Regions from separate parts of the Mus musculus genome. Here all the other regions are linked to region 1. A link is a contact called in public HiChIP or PLAC-seq data. All regions are on one chromosome and are shown on one strand. Each heading gives the region's core, a stretch centred on a gene start, on an enhancer-like site or on the middle of the called end of the contact. The rest is flanking DNA. Distances are from core to core; before and after follow the strand shown. Region 1 overlaps Sfxn3 (sideroflexin 3). Region 2 has its middle 3.8 kb from the start of Gm41856. Region 3 has its middle 14 kb from the start of Gm26644.

What was found. HiChIP or PLAC-seq counts read pairs in DNA pulled down with a chosen protein or histone mark.
Region 2: a contact with region 1 is called in a FOXA1 HiChIP or PLAC-seq map of pancreatic cancer cells. The contact joins two enhancer-like sites. A contact is called at or near these places in 1 of 39 promoter capture datasets (hippocampal neurons), 2 of 484 Hi-C or Micro-C datasets (cortical neurons and extraembryonic endoderm stem cells), 8 of 115 datasets of contacts at active chromatin or transcription factors (SST interneurons, embryonic forebrain, embryonic hindbrain and 5 more) and 2 of 9 other capture datasets (adipose tissue and embryonic stem cells).
Region 3: a FOXA1 HiChIP or PLAC-seq map of pancreatic cancer cells shows a contact between it and region 1. The contact joins two enhancer-like sites. A contact is called at or near these places in 1 of 39 promoter capture datasets (neural stem cells) and 2 of 115 datasets of contacts at active chromatin or transcription factors (embryonic stem cells and pancreatic cancer cells).

Annotation. Positions count from the first base shown.
Region 1 is chr19:45,053,357-45,057,354 of GRCm38.p6, forward strand. Sfxn3 (sideroflexin 3) reads left to right here. Exons shown (of 11, transcript NM_053197.4): 9 at 314-363; 10 at 946-993; 11 at 1,249-3,027. The coding sequence ends at 1,345. It also overlaps a transcript of Pdzd7 not described here. Among named protein-coding and RNA genes, the nearest start is that of Sfxn3, 7.8 kb to the left of the region's middle. Within about 2 kb of position 2,100, at least 59 of the 459 cell types and tissues checked have an H3K27ac peak or open chromatin away from gene starts, as enhancers often do. A contact at or near this core is called in pancreatic cancer cells, where this site is marked.
Region 2 is chr19:45,546,840-45,550,837 of GRCm38.p6, forward strand. No RefSeq gene overlaps it. Among named protein-coding and RNA genes, the nearest start is that of Gm41856, 3.8 kb to the left of the region's middle. Within about 2 kb of position 1,847, at least 35 of the 459 cell types and tissues checked have an H3K27ac peak or open chromatin away from gene starts, as enhancers often do. A contact at or near this core is called in pancreatic cancer cells, where this site is marked.
Region 3 is chr19:44,707,354-44,711,351 of GRCm38.p6, forward strand. No RefSeq gene overlaps it. Among named protein-coding and RNA genes, the nearest start is that of Gm26644, 14 kb to the left of the region's middle. Within about 2 kb of position 1,753, at least 37 of the 459 cell types and tissues checked have an H3K27ac peak or open chromatin away from gene starts, as enhancers often do. A contact at or near this core is called in pancreatic cancer cells, where this site is marked.

The sequences.
Region 1 (3,998 bases), core at 850-3,349:
GGTGTGGAGAGGGACATATTTATGCTACTGGGACGACAGGAAGTGAGAAGAGGCTCAAGGGAGGCTCCCTGTAGAAAGTGAGGTAAGAGAAAGATGATCAGCGAGTACCATGGAAACCGATTCTGAGAGGCAAGAGTGTACAACTGCATAGGCAGCAGGTCTGGTTGGGGTAGGGGTTGCCCTGTGCAGGTCCCAGCCCCTCATTGGCTGAGGAGAAACAAGGGCTGCCGAGCTAGAACCATGGTGCAGAAAGGTAGATGGAGTTAGGAAAAAATGGGACACAAGCCATTCTGTTGTCTCTGTCTCCCCACAGCGCCGTCCCTGGCTGGGGGCGCCCCTGCAGGTGGGACTGGTAGGCTTCTGGTAAGTTTGCAAAGGGTTCAGTAGGGGCACATGGGAAAGCCATTATCATTTTGGGTGTGGGTGGGCGCGCACTATCTTTGAGATGCTTACATAACATTGTTCATATATCCAGTTCCAATGGATACCCATAGTGCAAAATCTGTGTGCGCGCATGTGTTGGAAGGGTGGGGGGACCTCTAGGGGTTCTTGCCTTTGAAAGTCAAGAGTTTAGTTGAGGGGTTCAGCCTTCACTCACCAGAGGACCCCATACAAGTAGACTCTAGGGTACAATCCAGGAGTTGCATCCCATTTTACCCCTGATCCTGTTGCTCTCTGATCCTGGGGCTTTGGGTTGATGCTCAAGAGGCTCTTTCCCCAGACAGGATCTAATATCAGGACTGAGTTTAACATCCCTGAATGGTCCTTTGACTCCATTTTCCAACCTTTATGGCTGGGATAGAGCTCAAAAACAAACAAACAAACAAACAAACAAACAAACAAACAAATAAGGCTTCACTCCTGGGGCTATTCCTGTGAGGTGGGGTACAGGGAGGGGACACAAAAGTCAGTGTCACAGACATTTCCTGTGCTCTTCTTCTCTAGCTTGGTATTTGCCACACCCCTGTGCTGCGCTCTGTTCCCTCAGAGAAGGTGAGTGACACCGCTGGACCTGACCAGAATCTCTGCCCGGGACTCTGCATCTCAGGCCCGCAGTGTGTTCCCGGGAGGTCTGACAGGAGCATCTGGGAGCCCGGGGTGGGGGGTGGGGTGGGGGTGGGGTAACAGTGAGCCAGCCCTTCTGAAAGCAGGGAAGATTCTTCACCGGGGAGTGGAGGGAAGCCAGCTCCTGGGTCTGAGACACTGAGCCCGGAGTATATTTACCTAGCCTGTGTTGTTCTATTGCAGCTCCATACATGTGACCAGGCTGGAGCCGGAGCTGAGAGCTCAGATCCAAGCACAAAACCCCAGCATCGATGTGGTTTACTACAACAAGGGGCTTTGAGGGGAGTCGGCCTCTGTCCCTGTCCTTACCTCCTTAGGCTGCTTCTCTGATGCCACCTTGCAATGCTACCACCTGTTTATCTTCTGGGTACTGGGCAAGGGGGCTTGATGTGGGGAGCAGCCACTGAGACCAGCAACCTTAGACTGGGGGAGGCACTCCTATAAGCCTCTCCGCTCCTCTCTGGTTTCAAAGAGCAAGTCACAAAACCCATCCCTCCTGTGTTTGTGTGTGTGCACTGCCACATATGCAGCACATGTGTTTATACATTTCATCCTGGAAGCTAAGAGCAGAAATGCTGTTCTAGGATGTCCTGCTATTTGTCTTCTCTTCTCAGTCTCCTGCCCACCTAACAGCAAGCCTGGTTATGGGTGAGACTTCCTTCCCTAAACTGTTCCTCTAGCTAAGTCATTTCTGATAGCATCTTAGCCTTCTGTGCCCAAGATAAGCCCCAGGATCCCAGAACAGGGACTGAAGAACATCGTAGGCCACCCAGAGCTTAACCCTTCAGGTTTCAAATACAGCTATTTGAACCAGCTCTAAAAGCTGGTTCAGGACGTGGGCTGGTAGAGGAAGCAGTGTGGAATCAGGGAGGCAGGGGGCTCATGCTTGCTGGACCCCACACCCTAGAATGGCTCCACTCCTCTCTTCTGGTGGACCATGGGGGTGTCAGTAGCCTGCACTGCTCTCCACACTGCATTGTGGGTGCTTTTAGAGACCATCTTGAGCATTCTTCGTCTGTTCTGATGAGTCATGTCATGATTCAGAAATCCCACACTTCCAATTCCTCCCCCAATCAGAAAGCCACACAACACAGGCAGAGCAAGCATTCCCTTCAGGAACTGCCACCACCCGTACCCACTTGTAGGGGCTGGTGTGGGACCGGTGCTTAAACACAGGCCTCAAGCGTACAGTATCAAGACAGGTAATTCTGTGTTTCATTGACTCTTCTTAGACACACCCCCCCCCCCTCAGCTCCTTCCTTTCCATCTACCCCGTCTCTGGAAGAACCCAAGGCTTCATATATGCTAAGCAACTGCTCTACCACTGAGCGACATCCCCAGTGCCCTCTTTCTCTTTTCCTTTCTTTCTCTCTTTCTTTCTTTCTTTCTTTCTTTCTTTCTTTCTTTCTTTCTTTCTTTCTTTCCTTTCTTTCTTTCTCTCTCTCTCTCTCTCTCTCTCTCTCTCTCTCTCTCTCTCTCCCTTCCTTCCTTCCTTTCTGTCTGAATGTGTCTGTCTGTCTTTCTGTCTGTCTGTCTTTCTTTCTTTTTTTGTTTGTTTTTGTTTTTCAGTTATGGTTTCTCTGGGTAGCCCTGGCTGTCCTGAAACTCAGAGATCTGCTTGCCTATGGCAGTGAGTGCTGGGATTAAAAGGCATGTGCCACCATTGCCAGCAGCCCGTCTCTTTCTTAAGACATGGCACTGCACTCCCTCTGCCCTTAATTTCAAAAGGAAGAGGGACCCAGGCTCTAATAGCTGGACCAAATAGAAGATGAGTTCGGGAATGGTGTGGGTGATACTGACTCCAGGGCATAGAATTATATCTCCACGCCAAATCCATGACCTCTAGCTAAAAGGTGAATGGGGTCCCCAGTGACATCCACGGAGACCACTTAAACTAACCTCCTCTTCCAGTGACAACAGCTGTCACGTCATGGTGTCAATAAACTGCAATCCTGTCTGGTTCTTGATCTTCAGTTATTCCACATCCCACTTGTCTAAGGAAGTGTCCAGGAGATTCTCCTGCCTTCAGCTCCTCCCCAAACCCTCCCCTACTGTCTGTAGGGAGTCTCATCTCCCAGTAGAGGGCTCTCTGAGCTTACAAAATGGGTCCTCTGGCTAGCAACTATACCCTTGGCTTCATTTCTATCTTCACTAAGAGGACTGCTCACATATATATTAATTGAAGCTCATGGCCTTTTGGTTTCCTTGACGACTCTGGCATAGGGTGGTGACCTCGGTCTCTAGGAAATCTTTACAGAGGGAAGAGGAGGCCAGCAAGCGCCTGCTCATTAGAGCGAAGCTGGTAGGGAATTGGGACATCCTCTGTCTTTACCAGGTCACTGTGGCAACTGGCCCGACAGGATCCCTCCATCACCCCCAGGGTTCTTCATTGTGTGTGTGTGTGTGTGTGTGTGTGTGTGTGTGAGAGAGAGAGAGAGAGAGAGAGAGAGAGAGAGAGAGAGAGAGGAGATTGAGGAGAAGAGAGACAACATTTAGGAATCAGTTCTTTCTTTCTGTTGAGTCGGCCTCCTTACTTTTATGATATTTTCCTGCCCCGGAGAAGATGAGGTAGGACATGAGTGCTTGTGTACAGGCGGTGAGAGCTAGAAAGGGCACTCTCAGCAGCATAACACACTTGAGGCCGTCCTGGGTTACATGAGACCCTGTTTCAAATAACAAGCAAAAATAGCAACAAGTTGCTGGCCATAGTGGTGCACCCCTTTAATCCCAGCCCTTGGGAGGCATGGCTGGCACATCTCTGTGTTCAAGGCCATCCTGGTCTACAGAGTGAGTTGTACAGTCAGAGCTACAGAAACTCTGTCTCTAAAAACAAATAAACAAAGAAAGAAAGAAAGAAAGAAAGAAAGAAAGAAAGAAAGAAAGAAAGAAAGAAAGCGAGCAACAAGAAAAACAAGACCAGAGGGACATGGTGG
Region 2 (3,998 bases), core at 597-3,096, 490 kb after region 1:
GTATTAACTGGTCTTTCCAGCTTTCTAACAAGTCCCATGGGACCCCAAACTTCTTTTTTCTTGGTATCCATGTCCCATGAATAAATTTTTGAAATGCCATTTTGGGAAGGAGAGACACGCTTTTTTTGGGAAGGGTGCCACACAATCAGACCACTCTGCTTGCTCATGTCTGTGTGCTGGAAGTTTCTGCAGAAGCTGTCTGCACGGGTATAACTCTTGGTTAGTGCTCACAGCGACTCCATCCAGGTTCCAGGCTCCACAGATGCACACGCCACACACTGAAGTGCTTACAAGGATCTGATTCCATGATCAGCCGCAGAAGAGACGGAAGAGTCTGGAAACTGGGAGCAATTATTGCCCTGGGAAATCTGGAGGGCAGGGAGCTGTGTGAGTGGAGTCTCCACACCTCCCCCAGCTTCACCATTACAGGAGCTTCCTAAGGCTCCCCTAGGCTTTGTGCATCTCCTCTAACTGCTACACAGTACACGTTCACACTCTTGGCCCTTTCCAACAGCCGTGGTGCAGGGCAGAAACTCAGGTCAGGTTGCCTGAGCTCGCTACTTAGGGCCCCACAGGCTGGATTGAGAGTCCTGGTTATCCTGGGATCCCAGTAGGGCTCTAAAGAAAAAGTCCTCGCATGCCCACGTTTGTGGCTGGCAGCATCCGTTCCTGATGGCTGTGGGGACTGTTTCTTGCATCAGCACCACTGCTCCTTGAGGCCCCCAGAGTTCCTGCTCATGCTTCAGATCTCTCGTCCACCGCCCTTCCACCTGCCACCAACCAGAGGCAGCTCTCCTTTTAAGGGGCTTGTATGGTTAGATAATGTCCCCTTTGCTATGTAATACAATATAACCCCAGGGGCTAGAGAGACAGCTCAGCAGTTAAGAGCACTGGTTTCTCTTCCAGGGGATCCAGGTTCAGTTCCCAACACCCACATGGCAGCTCACAAATGTACATAAAAATAAAATCATTTAAACACACACACACAAGCCGGGCGTGGGGGCGCACGCCTTTAACCCCAGCACTTGGGAGACAGAGGCAGGTGGATTTCTGAGTTTGAGGCCAGTCTGGTCTACAAAGTGAGTTCCAGGACAGCCAGGGCTATACAGAGAAACCCTGTCTCGAAAAACCAAAAATCAAAACACACACACACACACACACACACACAGAGAGAGAGAGAGAGAGAGAGAGAGAGAGAGAGAGAGCTCACACCCTAGAGCAGAATGCTCTGCCCACTCTCTAAAGGCCAGGTCCCTAGGGACCATGCTCACCACTCCCAGCCTCTCAGGTATACACATCCTTCTGTCCCTAGTTCCAGACCTCCCAATCTATGTGGAGCACTGGACCAATCACTGTTCATGTCTGATCATCAGTTTCTGCATAAAATTGGCAGGCCTTGTGCCTAACAGAACAGGATGTGAGCAGCAGAGGGGACTGTGCTCCTTTAGACTGGAGCCTCCACCCAGGGAGGTGCAGGATGGGGGACCTCCTAGTGAGACTCCACCCACAGCCCAGCCCAGCCCAGCCCAGCACAGCCCAGCACAGCACAGCCCAGCCCAGCATAGCCCAGCCCAGCACAGCCCAGCACAGCCCAGCCCAGCATAGCCCAGCCCAGCATAGCCCAGCCCAGCATAGCCCAGCCCAGCCCAGCATAGCCCAGCCCAGCCCAGCATAGCCCAGCCCAGCCCAGCCCAGTCCAGCCCAGCCCAGCCCAGTCCAGCCCAGCCCAGCCCAGCCCAGCCCAGTCCAGTCCAGCCCAGTCCAGTCCAGCCCAGTCTAGCCCAGCACAGCCCTGCACAAGTGTCCGTGTGTTGTTTCCAGACATCCTGATAACTGTACTGAGAGAGAGTGGTCAGAGACCCATGGTACCCACAGGAACCCTCGGACCTGGCAAGGTGGCTCATCTCTAGCTGAGGGAGTGCAGTGGGACAAGGATCAGAGGGTGACCAACTCTGTTTCAGTCTCACCTCCTCAGCTTACCCTGTCTGCCCGTGTGGCTCAGCCTCCGGGTCTCTAGCAGCCTTCCTGTCCTTCTAACCCAGCCCTGGCTAGCCACTTGTAGTTAATGTCAGCTTCCTGAGGCCTGTGAGTTCCTATCAGTCTTGGGAGCCCCCTCCTCCCCAAGGAACACAACCCCATCTTTCTCCCAGGCTCCCTCCTGCTCTCCCCAAGGGCCAATTTTAGTGCAGTACACAAGCTTCGCTTTGGGGGTCATCTCCCAACCAAGGCAGAGGGGCTGGAAGAAGACCATCCTGACTCCATCCAAGCGCGGGAGCTGGGTAAGAGGTGGGGAAATGAATATTAATTTATCATGATTAGGCAAATCCGGCAGGGAGAGCCGATTCAGGCGGAGGAGGCTAAAAAGATGAATTTCAGCAATAAAATTAAATAAGGACGGACGGGCGGCCCCTCCTCCCTCCCGCTTTGCTGATCTCTCTCTTTCTTACAATTTATGAGGCCAATTATGAAGATGGGGTTGGAAGTTCCTGGAACTTCACTAAATGCAAACGGCGGTCCCTGCTGTTCCCATCAAATTAATTAACCGCGCGCTATTGATGGCCGCTCAAGGCTGACGCAAGCGGTCCGCCCTGCGGTCTCCACCATGGACACAGGGACCCAGAGCTCCGAGTCCAGTCAGGACTCCCCTACCTTTCTAGTCCCTGACCAGCACAACCAGGGTCCCCTGACAAGCCCACACACCTGCCTGAGCCCCTGGTGACATGGGGACTGTACCCAGAGGCTAGCTAGAGACACTGGTACTCACACCACAGCTACAGGGCCCAGAAATGTGTGGTAGGCACACAAACAAGGGACACCGGGTGCATACCCAGGGAACCTGCACTCATACAGTGATGGCTGGGTCGCAGCTCCTGGAGCAGGCAAGGAAGGGCACTGTCTGAGGTGACAGGCTTATCCTGTCAGGGCCAGGCCTGGGTCTAGCAGGTTCTACACAGAGACTCCACAGCCATTGGAGAAGAGATAGTTTATCAGTTCAGGCCCATCTTCTGGTGGCTTTCTCGGGGTCCTTTCAAGCAGCTCATCGTCCCCGGGGGCATCTCCTTGTCTTGGGGCCCAGGGCCTTCCTCAGGGAGGCTCTTCCACGGGGATCAGAGCTGAGGAGGAAGGATGTCGCAGATGAGACCTGGTCCAAAGTCTCAGACTACTTTTCTCTTGGGGCCTTAGCTAGGAGCCTCTCTCTCCAGTTCCAGAGCTTGGGTTCCAGAGCTTGGAAGCAGGGCTGCCCAGGGACTCGGAGATTCTGGGAAAATGGCTGGCTGGTTCTGACTGGAGGGCAGAGTGGACACAGAATCACACCGGTGCCAACTCTAGGCTTAGGCAGCTGCTTTCTGTTTGCAGCCTGGAACCACAGCTGTAGCTTCTCCCCAGCTTCCTCTCAGAAAACAGGAATATGTCCCTCCCCTGCCGTGAAGAGGGGAAGGCCACAGCTTCCAAGTTGTTCCCCTTGGTGCTGGCAAGAGGGGTCCCATTCCTACCAAAGGGCCAGAAATCCCATGATTCTGGAGAAGCTGGGCACAACAGACCCTGCCCACCCTGGCATGCCCCCTCTGGCTGTGGGCTGTGGATGTCTGTTATATGCTTGTGCCTGCTCTGTTCTGGCAGCCAGACTCCCAGTACAAGCTTGGTTCATAGTAAGGTTATGGCCACGACACACATTGTCACCCCAGGCCCTGGATAAACACAAGGGCTGGAAGGGCTGGGTCATAGCCACCCAAAGAGCACTTGTGTGCTAGGCACAAAGTGTCAAAGAGCAGCTGAAGAGAGACCCACAGCAGCCCAAAAGGGGGCTGGGGTCTCCCTTTCCCACAGTGACAAGTCATAGGTCTGACTTGTGGCAGGGCCCACTCACCCATGTAGAGTGAGAGACACATATGGTACTAGTACTCCCCTGTTGTAGGAAAATAATTGTAGAATCGGAGGCTTAAAAGAACCAGACATGGGCTAGAGAGATGGCTCAGTGGTTAAGAGCACTGACTGCT
Region 3 (3,998 bases), core at 503-3,002, 350 kb before region 1:
TTTTCTCTCAAAGGTTAATAAAATGGTCCTTGAGCTTTAAAAAAAAAATTGTTTAACAAGAGAAGGAAATGTAGCTCAGTGGTAAAGCATTTGCTTAGCATGAAAAAATGCTACAAGTTCCATCACCAACAATGAAATAATAATAATAGCGGGGTGGGGGGGTGGGGTGGCTCACGCCTTTAATCCCAGCACTCCGGAGGCAGAGGCAGGTGGATTTCTGAGTTTGAGGCCAGCCTGGTCTACAAAGTGAATTCCAGGACAGCGAGGACTCCACAGTGAAACCCTGTCTCGAAAAAAAAAAAAACCAAAATAATAATAATAATAATAATAAATTAATAGATCCCCTTTTAGGCCCCAGAGCTGGAGCAAGATATCATCCAGCAATAGACAACTAACACAGTAAGGTAAGTGCTAGCATTTCTTCCTTTTAAAAAAATTTATTTGTTTATTTATTTATTTTATGTAAGTGGGTTTTTTGTCTGCACACACATCTGCACACTAGAAGACAGCATCAGCCAGCTCTGAGCTATCATGTGAGTACTGGGAATTGAACTCAGTACCTTTGGAAGAGCAGCGTGTACTCTTAACCATAGAGCTATCTCTCTGGCCCCAATGCTACCATTTCTTTTTTCTACAAATGGGGGCCCTGAGGCCATAAGGGATTAAGAATTTGCCTAGCATTAGGCCACTAGTGACTGATGAAAAATGAACTGAGTTGTTCCAGCTCCAAGGGCCACATGAGCAACCAGTAGTTAGAGAAGAAAGGCACTTCAGAGATGCCCACGTCCTTATTCTTGGGACTAGAGAATACATTGCCAAACTTGGTAAGAAGGCACTTTGTGGCTATAATTACCTTAGTGGTCTTGAGAGCGGTGGATTCTCCAGGATGGTCTGAATGTACATAACACAAGAACATGCCCTTTATGTTGTTGTTGTTTTGTTTTGGTTGGTTGGTTTTGGTTTTTCGAGACAGGGTTTCTCTGTATAGCCCTGGCTGTCCTGGAACTCACTTTGTAGACCAGGCTGGCCTCAAATTCAGAAATCCTCCTGCCTCTGCCTCCCGAGTGCCGGGATTAAAGGCGTGCGCCACCATGCCCGGCTTGCACATGCCCTTTATGAAAGAAAGCAACAGTGTCAAATCAAAAGCAAGGTGACACAGGGCTGTGACCTGGGGAATGAGGGCAGCCTTCAGAAGTGGGACCAGCAAGGTCACAAACTCCCTGACACCCTTATAAGGAGGAGCAGGCCCTGCCCACACCTTGACTCTTAACATAGTGAGAATAATTTCTGTCCAGTCCATTTACCTCTCTCTCTCTCTCTCTCTCTCTCTCTCTCTCTCTCTCTCTCTCTCTGTGTGTGTGTGTGTGTGTGTGTGTGCACGCATATGCATGTGTGTGTGAATGTGTGTCTGTCTCTGACTCAGTCTGTGTCTTTTTCTCTCTCTGACTTTGTCTCTCTTTCTCTGTCTCTCCCCTGGTACCAGAGGCTTGCCATGTAGCTCAGGCTGACCCTAAATTCACTACATAATGTAGTCCAGGCTGGCCTCCAGCTTGTAGCCCTCCTCTCTCTGCCTCAAAGGGGCTGAGATCATAGGCATGCATTGGGGAAACCCTTTCTTTCCATGTTCCTCTACTTACCTCTTCCAGGACATCTCAGAGTGTCCCTGCAGCTGCTGCTGCTCTGTCCTGTCCCTCCAGCAGACATTTGCCACCTTCTTACTCAGCACTTACTAATATCACTGCTAATGTGCTGGCGGGCGGCCCAGTGACATTCTTATGAGTATGAGTCATGGAATCCAAGGACAGGAGGCTGGAGAGGTCCTTTGAGAATCTATCCCTTCGTTTTATGGATGATGAAACTGAGTCCCAGGGAAGTGAAGAAAGCCATGTACCCAAGGTCATGTAGCCAAGGCTCAAAGACATGGCTCTTGATTCTACATCCCCAAGCTCATTTACTCAGCAAGTATTTACCAAGCCCTTGGTAAGTAAGCGAGGTGCTGGAAATGTGATGACAATCACAAGCAAGAACGGCCCTTGCTCTCCTCACAAGGGTGCCCAGTCTGTAATAAATGCCATTATCACGTGGATATACCATTACTCACCATGACAAAGAAAGTGAGGACATTTGTTCCATGTGACAAGCTGACAGAGTGCAAACCAGAAAGGTGTTTGAAGTCAGCAAATCAGGGAAGGCTCATCTGAGGAGGTCACCACTGTATGAAGCCGTGAATAAGGGCGAGCAGAGTTAACTGGGACTCTCTAGGGTTAGGGAGGAGAACAAAATCTGTTGAACAGGAGAAATGCAATCTATGAGGGCCTGGAGCCCAGGGGAGCAGAACAAGATGTATGTGTGTGGAGGGGTCAGGATGTCAGGTGGGCCAGAATGACAAGGAGAGAGGTGAGACCTATGGGCTCCCAAGTCCACAGCATCTGCCCACAAGGGCCAGAGAGGCCGTGTGAGCCCTTGGTATTACTCCTGATGCTAATGAGAAGCCATAGGAAGATTTTAAGCAGAGAATGACATGTTCATACTTGAGTTTTATGGTGTTTGCCCCCACCAGGGCCTTCACTTATCTCTATAGGCATGTTAGAGATCATTATTACAGGGAGTTTTATGCCGCTCTGTATTCCTCTCCAGACACTTAGCCTTGTACAGAACAGGTGCCCCATAAATACACGTTGATTAACCTCTCAGACACAGGCGAGGCTGGCGGTCGCTCCCTCCCTCTTGGAGCTCTCTGGCTTTGGCTCTTCAGTCACCACACACTGACTCTCTTAAGCTTCCCCTCACACACACACAGACACACAGACACACAGACACACAGACACACACACACACACATACCCCACAGATTCCTCCGAGGTCTGGTCATTACCCTCTTTTTTCTCTGTCCACATTCCCCCCAGGTCACCTTGTACCTTCCTATAGAAGTGATCATTTGATCATTTCCTTCTGGGCTAAGCTAGGACTCAGGATGCCTGGCACCCTGACTACTTACCCTGTCATTCCCAGAGTTGATATGGTACCCAGGGTATAGCAAATCTCCCACATGAATGTTAATCTTCATGAGTGTTATACCTTACACCTGCATAAGTTATTTAATGAGAGTACATATTAGATGACCATTCAGATGAAGTTCAAGTCTGAACAAAACTAATCTCTGGTGCTTGATACCCAAATAATAGCCACCTACTGAGACCTACTAACTGGGTAGAAACACAGAGATTTGGGGACAGGGGGACTAGAAATCTTGATCCCTGTGTCCCAGGATCTGGCCAGTATTTCCCATGGGAAAGTCATGTGATTCATAATATTAACTGTGTGTGTGGCTTAAAAATAAATGCATACATAAATAAAGAGGGAGGTGGTAACTGCCAAGGGGGAGTGTCCATTTCTTATTTTAGGGATCTGCCTGGAAGCCCACCTCATTCAACAGCCCCTGTCCCATCTATTGCTCTCTTGAGTGCTGCGCCCAACACTGTTATCAATGTGTTTCCAACAATTCGCTTTCCAGCCTGCAGGTCCCCTTGCACTTCACACTACCCTTCTTGTCTCTCTCCTCACCCAGCTTTCAAAGACACCTGAACACAATTGGCCCTGTCCTTGTACAGACTCTTAGGGTGGTGCCAGGATTTTCACCAGTAGGTATCACCACTGCCATTATGCTGCTGTGTGACTCAAGGGACATGATCTGAGGCAGGGGGTCACAGTGAGTGAAAACCCTTGAAATGTAGAAAGCCTTGGGGTCAGCTGGCAAGAGGGGAATTGGGAGATCTTCAAAGCACAGACTGGCACACTGTTCCCGGCTTTGAAGATAGAGGGGACACATAAATGGACCAGATAGGGGCTGCTGTCATCTACGCCCGACTCTCCTGCTGACAGCTGAGAGGATGCAGAGAGCAAGCAGTGGAAATTGACCATCAGTGGGAATGAGTGTGAACAGAGTCTCTCCCCAGAACCTCAAAAAAGAGCCCTGACCAGCTAAAGCCCAAATTTTG